Regions from separate parts of the Oryctolagus cuniculus genome. Here region 2 is linked to region 1. Evidence: chromatin contacts called from public Hi-C data. All regions are on one chromosome and are shown on one strand. Each heading gives the region's core, a stretch centred on a gene start, on an enhancer-like site or on the middle of the called end of the contact. The rest is flanking DNA. Distances are from core to core; before and after follow the strand shown. Region 1 holds the start of RRAGA (Ras related GTP binding A). Region 2 overlaps LOC127493585 (a long non-coding RNA gene).

The links. Hi-C and Micro-C count contacts between places; a contact is called where the count stands out from the background.
Region 2: a contact with region 1 is called in a Hi-C map of an unstated tissue, with 3 times the contacts expected there. The contact joins the enhancer-like site here to the promoter of RRAGA in region 1. A contact is called at or near these places in 2 of 6 Hi-C or Micro-C datasets (ear pinna and an unstated tissue).

What each region holds. Positions count from the first base shown.
Region 1 is chr1:182,017,791-182,022,326 of mOryCun1.1, forward strand. RRAGA (Ras related GTP binding A) reads left to right here and starts at 2,520. Exons shown (of 1, transcript XM_008254386.4): 1 at 2,520-4,174. The coding sequence starts at 2,800. The coding sequence ends at 3,741.
Region 2 is chr1:182,142,676-182,147,288 of mOryCun1.1, forward strand. It overlaps LOC127493585 (a long non-coding RNA gene), which reads left to right. Exons shown (of 3, transcript XR_011380279.1): 3 at 33-4,291. It also overlaps the pseudogene LOC127493584. Among named protein-coding and RNA genes, the nearest start is that of PLIN2, 35 kb to the left of the region's middle. Within about 2 kb of position 2,031, at least 1 of the 8 cell types and tissues checked has an H3K27ac peak or open chromatin away from gene starts, as enhancers often do. A contact at or near this core is called in ear pinna, where this site is marked.

The sequences.
Region 1 (4,536 bases), core at 1,270-3,769:
TTTCTCTTTCTCTCTTCTCTCTCTCTCTCTCCCTCTTTCTTTCTCTCTCTCTCTCTCTGTAACTCTGCATTTCAAAGCAAATTAAACAAGTCTAAAAAAAAAACATTTTGGCAGGTTCTTTAGAAGTTCTTTAATCAGGCACTTAACATGACACAGCAATTCCTTTGTGAATTTAACCAAGAGAACTAAAGACATGTCCACACAAAGCCTTTTATATAGATATTCACAGCAATATTATTCATAATAACCTAAGAACTGGGAAAAAATCCTAATTTCCATCAATGGTAAATGAGCAAAAATGTAGCAATGTATATTCATACAATGAACCTATTTTTTTTTTAAAGATTTATTTTATCTATTTGGAAGACAGAGTTGGGGTAGTGGAAAAGAGAGAGAGAGAGAGAGAGAGAGAGAGAGAGAGAGAGAGAGAGAGGTCTTCCATCTACTGGTTCCCTATCCAAATCGGGCCATGCTGAAGTCAGGAGCCAGATACTCCATCCAGGTCTCCCCGCTGGGTGGCATGAGGCCCAAACACTTGGGCCATCTTCCGCTGCTTTCTCAGGTGCATTAGCAAAAAGCTGGATTCGAAGTGGAGCATCTGAGACTCAAACTAGTGCTCATATGTGATTCTGGCGCCACAGGTGGCCAGGCTTACCCCACTGCACTACACCTGGAATACTATTTAGCAATAAAAATAAAGAACTAACACATGCTTCAATATGGATGAATTCAAAAACTTATGCTAAAGAAAAGTCAAATACAATACATATATAATTCTGTAATTCCTTTTATATGAAATTTCTAGAGAAGGCAAAAATTTTGGAGAGAAAGTAGATCTGTGATTGCCTAAGAGTCAGGGTCAATGCGAAGTAAAATAATAAAAGACACATTAGGTGCTTTATTCAGTCAGCAGTTTTTTAGAGAATGTTTATCTCAGCCTGCAGGCAGATATGTGCGGTAAAGCAAGTTGGCCTTTCCTTACGGCAGTTCTGTAGCTGGTGAAGACATTCTTGTGGATGTTTTTCCTGGTTGTAATTAATTTTTAGATGTGTAGAAAACACACTGTTCCTTATAAGTATTGAGGATGCCTGCTTTCTTATGCAGTTGTGGAAAGAATGTAAAATGTTTTAATATATTCTTTGTTAATCTAAAAATCTTGAGTCATTTTCTTTATGTGGGAGACAGGGGGATCACATAAAACGTGCTTTTATCACTCAAGAGTAAGCAATGGAAATAACAAACACCATAAATTTCTAGATTGTAATGGTTCAGGCTTAATCATACAATATTCACCTTTTATACTAGTTAGAGTTGGTATGCATTTATAACTTTTTCAGAACCGTTCAAAGTGAAGTTGTTTGCACTTGTGAAGAGGTGAATGTGATTCAGGTCTGTTTTGAGGTGGATCATTAATTTTTCCTCTTCACAGTGAAAATTGGTCCTCAGTGGCTTCCAGATTCACACGTGGCCCCCACTGGTGCTAAGGAGAGCAGCAGCTGTAGGTGAGACCGAGGGTCAGTCAGGGTGAGGCAGAGAATTAACAGAAACAAAGTTGGACTTTGGGGAGTGGGTGAGTGCGTGTGTGTGTGTGTGTTCCATAACCTGGAACTTTTTAATAAGTAAAATCATTCGAATTCTCTTAGTACAAAAACTACTTATCATTCCTAATAGATTTTGCTTTAAATTACCTGATCAATATTACAAATCAGGGGCCAGCGCTGTGGCGCAGTTAACGCTCTGACCTGAAGCACCGGCATCCCATATGGGCCTCGGTTCAAGACCCAGCTGCTCCACTTCTGATCCAGCTCTCTGCTGTGGCCTGGGATAGCAGTAGAAGATGGCCCAAGTCCTTGGGCACCTGCACCCTTGTGGAAGACCTGGAAGAAGCTCCTGGCTCCTGGCTTCAGATCAGCACAGTAGCCGATTGGGGAGTGAACCAGCAGATGGAAGACCTCTCTCTCTCTCTCTCTGCCTCTCCTCTCTCTCTGTGTAACTCTGACTTTCAAATAAATAAATAAATCTTTTTTAAAGAAATTCTCAAGTCTGAAGTTATGAGAAAAACAGATGTGAGAAAGGAACTTCCCTAGGTGTGTAAAAAGCAGTCACCACCATCTACATGTGTAGCACTGAGCAATCACTTACTATCTCAAAGTCTCCTTCCTCATCTGTACAGTCTGGATTCATTAGGCCTTTGCTCCAATTCACCTGCCTGTTGCCCCTGTCCAAAATCCTTGCTCTCAAAGCAAATTTGTGGTGGTGGTGGTGTTGGAGTGTGGATTTTTCTTTTTTGCCACGAGAGGGCAGCATTCCCCAGACCAACTACCCAGTACCCCTGGCAACCGTAGACCCAGCTGTAATACAACAAAACACCAGAGTCCTTGCGTATATCTTCTACTTTATCTGGTTCCAGGAACCAAGCAGTTTCTCCATGCCCTACAGGGAACGACCGCCCAGCACCGCGCTGTTGCGACACCACGGCCGGAAGTGGGTGGGAGCGGGAGCGCGGGTTTCTCGCGATATCGCTGCCGGAAGTGGGTGGTGGCCCGGAGGCAGCGGCTGGCTTCTGTCGGAAGGCGAGCCTCCCGAGCGGTTGCAGCTGGCTGCCCCAGGCGCTCTCCTCTGAGGGAGCGCTAGCCCCGCCGAAGCCGTTCCAGCCCGAACTCGCGCCCTAGGCTTCCCCGGCTGCACGGCTGCGCCAGTGCCAAGCGAGGCCGAGCCCGCGGAACCTCCTCCAGCCCTCGCCCCGCGCTGCAGTGAGGCCGCGCCCTCAGGCCCAGTCCGCGGCGGTCCCGGCGGGTGATGCCAAATACAGCCATGAAGAAAAAGGTGCTGTTGATGGGGAAGAGCGGGTCGGGGAAGACCAGCATGAGGTCGATTATCTTTGCAAATTACATCGCTCGCGACACCCGGCGCCTGGGTGCCACCATTGATGTGGAGCACTCCCACGTCCGATTCCTGGGGAACCTGGTGCTGAACCTGTGGGACTGTGGCGGTCAGGACACCTTCATGGAGAATTACTTCACCAGCCAGCGAGACAACATCTTCCGGAACGTCGAGGTTTTGATTTACGTGTTTGACGTGGAGAGCCGCGAACTGGAAAAGGACATGCATTACTACCAGTCCTGTCTGGAGGCCATCCTCCAGAACTCTCCCGATGCCAAAATCTTCTGCCTGGTGCACAAAATGGATCTGGTTCAGGAGGATCAGCGTGACCTGATTTTTAAAGAGCGAGAGGAAGACCTGAGGCGTCTGTCTCGCCCCCTGGAGTGCGCCTGTTTCCGAACATCCATCTGGGATGAAACCCTCTACAAAGCCTGGTCCAGTATTGTCTATCAGCTCATCCCCAATGTTCAGCAGCTGGAGATGAACCTAAGGAATTTTGCCCAAATTATTGAGGCCGATGAAGTTCTGCTGTTCGAGAGGGCTACGTTCTTGGTTATTTCACACTACCAGTGCAAAGAGCAGCGTGACGTCCACCGGTTTGAGAAGATCAGCAACATCATTAAGCAGTTCAAGCTGAGCTGCAGTAAATTGGCCGCTTCTTTCCAGAGCATGGAAGTTAGGAATTCCAACTTCGCTGCTTTCATCGACATCTTCACATCAAACACGTATGTGATGGTGGTTATGTCAGATCCGTCCATACCTTCTGCAGCTACTCTCATCAACATTCGCAATGCCAGGAAACACTTTGAGAAGCTGGAAAGAGTGGATGGCCCCAAGCACAGCCTCCTCATGCGTTGAATATTGCCAAATGCTGTATGAAAGTGCTGAATTGCCTTTTTTTTTTTTTGCATCCTTTATTTTTAATATAATGTGTGCTTAAAAGTGGGCTTTGAAATGTGTGCTGCTTACTGTTTCCATCTTTCTTCCCTATTCCCCAGTCCTGAAACATTGGAAGCTATTTACTCAGCTATCCAGTAGAGCTTTAAGATGGCCCCTCTGAGAAGTTGGTATGGTGTAACACTAAAGTAGGTGGTTTGTGTGTATGTATTCTGATTACTTGGATATAATATAATAGGTAATGCACATCAAAGCCTTTACCAATATCTTCCTGTATTCCTTATCAGATTGCAAAGATGGAATGTTACTATTTTATCAGCAAGGTATTAAAATGCATTTATAAATTCTTCTTGGCTTCAGTTATGAATAAACATTTATTGTTAGCAATTTAAAATATGGTGTTAGTTGAAATAATTTCAAAGAGCTTAATATGTAAATCTAAAGATTCTGACTGCCCCCAGTTATTGTTTAGCTGGAAAATTTGATTTGATGAGCATAGCCCCCCATCACTTTGGCAATACTTGATGGCAGCTGCAGCAGATTAGTTAAGAGTATGGACTCTGGAGCCAGAGCACCTGAATTGAATTAGCATTCAGATCCTTTCACTTAGTCAGACTCAATAACACTATGCTTGTTTCTTCATTTGTAAACTTGGAATAATACCAGTAGGGTTGTTTAAAGGTTATTAAAACAACATGGAAAGTGTTTAGAATGTGCTAGGAGGTAAGTGTTTGCTATCATTACCACTTACAGAAC
Region 2 (4,613 bases), core at 781-3,280, 120 kb after region 1:
TTACTCTTTTTTTTTTAATAATTACTCTTGAGGGGCCAGCGCTGTGGTGCAGCAGATTAAAGCCCTGGCCTGAAGTGCTGACATCCCAAATGAGTGCCAGTTCTAGTCCCAGCTGTTCCACTTCCAATCCAGCTCTCTACTATGGCCTGGGAAAGCAATAGAAGATGGCCCAAGTCCTTGGGCTCCTGCACCCACGTGGGAGACTGGAAAGGAGCTCCTAGCTCTTGACTTTGGATCAGCTCAACTCCGGCCATTGCAGCCATTTGAGGAGTGAAGCAGCAGATGGAAGACCTCTCTCTCTAATTCTTTCAAATAAATACAAATAAATCTTTAATATTTATATATATAATTGCTCGAATAAAAATATATCCTGTTTAAAGAGAAGCACAGAAGGTACTAAAACAAAATGCTGGCTCATTAGAAAACCCTCATATGTCTTCTTATTGTCAAGAATGTTGGGTTATTGAACTTGGTTTTTCTTTGTTTGAAGCTGCTTAAAAAATAGCTGCCAAAAAGGGACTTACAGGGGCTGGCATTGTACCATAGCCAGTAGAGCCTGCAATACATCTCTTATGGGTGCTGGATCAAGTCCCATCTGGTCCACTTCCAATCCAGCTACCTGATAATGTTTCTGGGAAAAGCTGCAGAGGATGGCCCAAGTGCTCGGGCCCCTGCATCCATGTGGGAGACTATAAGAGTCTCCTGGCTCCTTGCTTCAGACCAGCCCAGCTCCAGCCATTGTGGTTATTTGAGGAGTTGACCAGCAGATGGAAGATCTCTCTTTCTCCCTCTCTCTCTCTCTGTAACTGACTTTCAAAATAAAAAAATAAACCCTGTTTTTAAAAAAAGAAAGAAGGGGGACTTACAGCTTACAGCTCTAGACCTGAGTACACAGTACATTAAATAAGTGATACTCTACTGTGTAATGCCCTGAGCAGCTCAAAGGTCTTTATTTGTGACTTATTTCTATTTCAAGACCCTAAAAGCATCTGATTTTCTCCAAAGTTGTCTTTCAGGTTTTCAGTCACATTCCAAAGAGAGATTCAATCACCAGCCACTCTGGACTGGTCCAGACTCCACTGCAAGAGCAAGGCCAGCACAGATGGGTCACAAGGTATCCAAAGGTCACTCTTTACTTCATTTTAATACTACCCTAGCAGGAGCTTGAGTCTTATTACCATAACATTCAACCTATGTTGGAGCTTTTTTTTTTTTTTTTTTTTTTTTTTTGAAAGTCAGTATGACAGAGAGAGAAGGAGAGAATCTTCCCCCAGCTGGTTCACTCTCCAAATGGCCACAACAACCAGGACTGGGCTAGGCGAAAGCAGGAGCCAAGAGCTTCATCAGTTCTCCCACATGGATGCAGAGGTTCAAGTACTTGGACCATCTTAAACTGCTTTCCCAGGAGCGTTAACAGGGAGCTAGACTGGAAGTAGAGCAGCCGGGACATGAACTAAATCCGCTACACCGCAATACTGGCTTCTGGACTAGAATTCTGAACCATGCCTGTGTGAATTTGTAACCACCCCTCCACGCAATGACAAGAACTTCCTTCCTGCATATTCATGTCCCTAAAATGTTCCCCTAAAAGCAGGATTTTCCCCTAGTCATGGAAATGAATTTGCCTACTCTCCTTAATAGCTACAAATAAATGATTTTGTATGAACACCTACTTCTGGAAGCAGACCCACAATTTTCAGTGGGTCACACTTCTACAGCGTTTTTTACAAATGTAGGTTCCCAGGCCCAGCACCATATCTATTTAATTAGAATGGGGAGAAGGGGATTTGTTTCTCAAAACCTTTGTGAGTGATTTTTAAGCACTCTGTTCCATTGCTTTCTAAAATTCATCCTGTTTACCACACCAATGTAATAGAGAGAACATCATTGGTTCCTTGGCTCCTTCCTACTCTTTCCCCTATTTCCTTCTACAGTGACCAAACAACATTATCAAAATGACATTTTGACTGGGAGAGGGAATTCAGGGGTGGGGACAGGGAAGCACAAATAACACTCCAACTCTGCTTGTTACCCACTGTGGCCTGTGAATGCTGCTTTGCTTTCTGTGAACAAAAATGAGTTCTAGCACTTGTTAAAAACATAGATTACCCGGTCTTTCCATAAAGATAATGATACCTTCATCTAGATGATTCCAATGCAGTTGGCCCTCAGATTACACTTTGGGAAACAATGATCTAAATCTGGTGAAGAAAACCTCCAAGAATCTGTGAAGATGTGTGGTCTCTTGTGAAATCTAGAAATGGACTGCTGAATGCTGAATGCTGATGTCTTCATTTTCCCCACTAGAAGGAACTGATTCATTTTGGAAAGAGAGTGTTCAGGAATCTCTGAAGCATGGAAACATTTTTTCCATTCTTGGTGTGCAGATTGTTGGCTTATTCAAGGAGGCAGGCCCAGACAAAATTCTCAGCAGGCTCTTCTGGACAGCATTTCGCCACACATGGCATTAGGTCAAAGAGAAAACACAGAGCAGTCTGAGGGAGGAAAAAAAAAAATCCCTGAGATGCAACATAAAACTGGGAAATATGAAACTGGGAGGGTCTCGGGGGAGACATCTTACCTGGTCTGTTTGCTCTGGTAAAGGCTGGAGTCTTGTCACATGAACCCCAGCTTCCTGTTCTTGCAGCTGCCGTCTGAGTCACTGTGGGCCACAAGGGAGGGCCCTCTACCAGCAGGGAGCATAACCAGCACATGACTCTTAGGTGAGGCCGTTGTGCCAGGCCAATTTAAAAATTAAACTGCAACCACATAGTTGCTGATTCTCATTTATTTTACGAAATTCTTTAGTCTGATTTTTGTCTACGATTGCAAATTACCAGAAAACACACATAAAAAAGCTGGTAAGTGGAATTTACATATGGTAAGAGAATCCTATTAGTCACTAAGATCATGTAAGGGTGGGGTGCGTTAGCAGGGTAAAACATTAAACCAACAGCAATATTTCCTTTACTAGTATAAGTATCCTAAGAAATCACTAAAGTGAAAATATGTAAACCTAATATACAAACGCCAAATGTTAGAAGATTGCCTTGACTTTTCTCTTCTCATTGTCCCTGGCTGTTGCAGAATGTTGCAGGGTATATGAGACTCTATGCATTAAGATTTCCCTATGAAACAGCAAATTGGATTAAAAACCTGCTAGAATTTTGTTCAGTTTTTTAAACTGAGGCATTCAAGAACCACTCCCAGGCAATAGAAACAAGACTGAAGTATAACTCTTCTGAACTTGAGTACTGGACCTAGCCCCTGACTCAATGTGACAACAGACACTCAATAAAGACTTAACTGATGGCGTCATCAACATATTAGTTGTAGAATAGAGTTACAATGATGAACTTCTCTGTGCCTTTATTTTTGTGTCTGTCTTAGGAGAAAACCTCTTTTACCTAACTTACAAGATTTTTATGAGGATCAAATGAAATAACGTGTATTCAAGTTTTGCTTTCTTATATGGGAGAAATACACTGAATATCTTTGAAAAGGCTACATTAGGAACTGGGACTGGTGGTCATTTCTAGGTAGGGAAACCATTCAGAAGCTATGGCTAGACAAAAGATTTCCTTTTCACTATACTGTGTATAGTATTTTTCATTCATATGGAAAAAAATGTAGATGTAAGAATGATTAGTATGAAATTTAGGCTCTAACAAAATTTTCATAAAAGCACAGAAGCATGTTGCACATTTCATGTGCATTCAGATATAGACTGCAACACCTAGTAAGAGTCTGAGCTAGATCCGTTCTAAATAAGAACTCAAATTAAATAATGGAAAACTGCATACCACTTAGGATCACATTTCTTATCTGAAGGAAGTCAATGCCCTAAACATGTTTATCTTGGGAAAGTCAGAAATGTAGGAAAAATAAGATTATTGTTAATTACTTAACACAATAGAAAATATATTGGGACCTGCGATGTACTATAGCAGGTTAAGCCTCCACCTGCAATACCAGCATCTCATACTGGCACCTGTTAGAGTCCCAGCTGCTCAACCTCTGATCCAGCTCCCTATTAATAGCTTGGGAAAAGCAGCAAAAGAAGGCCCAAGTGCTTGGGCCATGTGAGAGACCTGGAAGAAGCTCCTGTCTCCTGGCTTCAGTCTAGCCCAGCTCTGGCTGTTGTGGCCATTTGGGGAGTAAACCAGTGGATGGAAGATTCTCTTTCTCTCTTTCTTTCTTTCTCTCTCTCTCTCTCTTTCTCTCTCTCTCTCTCCACTCTCTGTAACTCTGCCTTACAAGTACATGAAAAAATAATTATAAAAAGAAAATATAATCTTATTATACAATTTTACTCATTTGATTAGAGCTTTGGAATCAGGGTGGGTTTGCTGAAAATTAGAACTGTATCAGAGAACTGCATCTGAAATATAAAAATCTTCACTTGGATTTTTCAATAGTATGGCAATAACCTCATAAACTTTTTAAAAATAAATATGAGAGGCTGGCACTGTGGTACAGTAGGTTAAAGCCCAAGCCTGCAGTGCCAGCATCCCATATGGACGCTAATTCAAGTCCCGGTTGCTCCACTTCTGATCCCACTTGCTTCTATGGCCTGGGAAAGCAGCAGAATATGGTCCCAGTCCTTGGGTTCC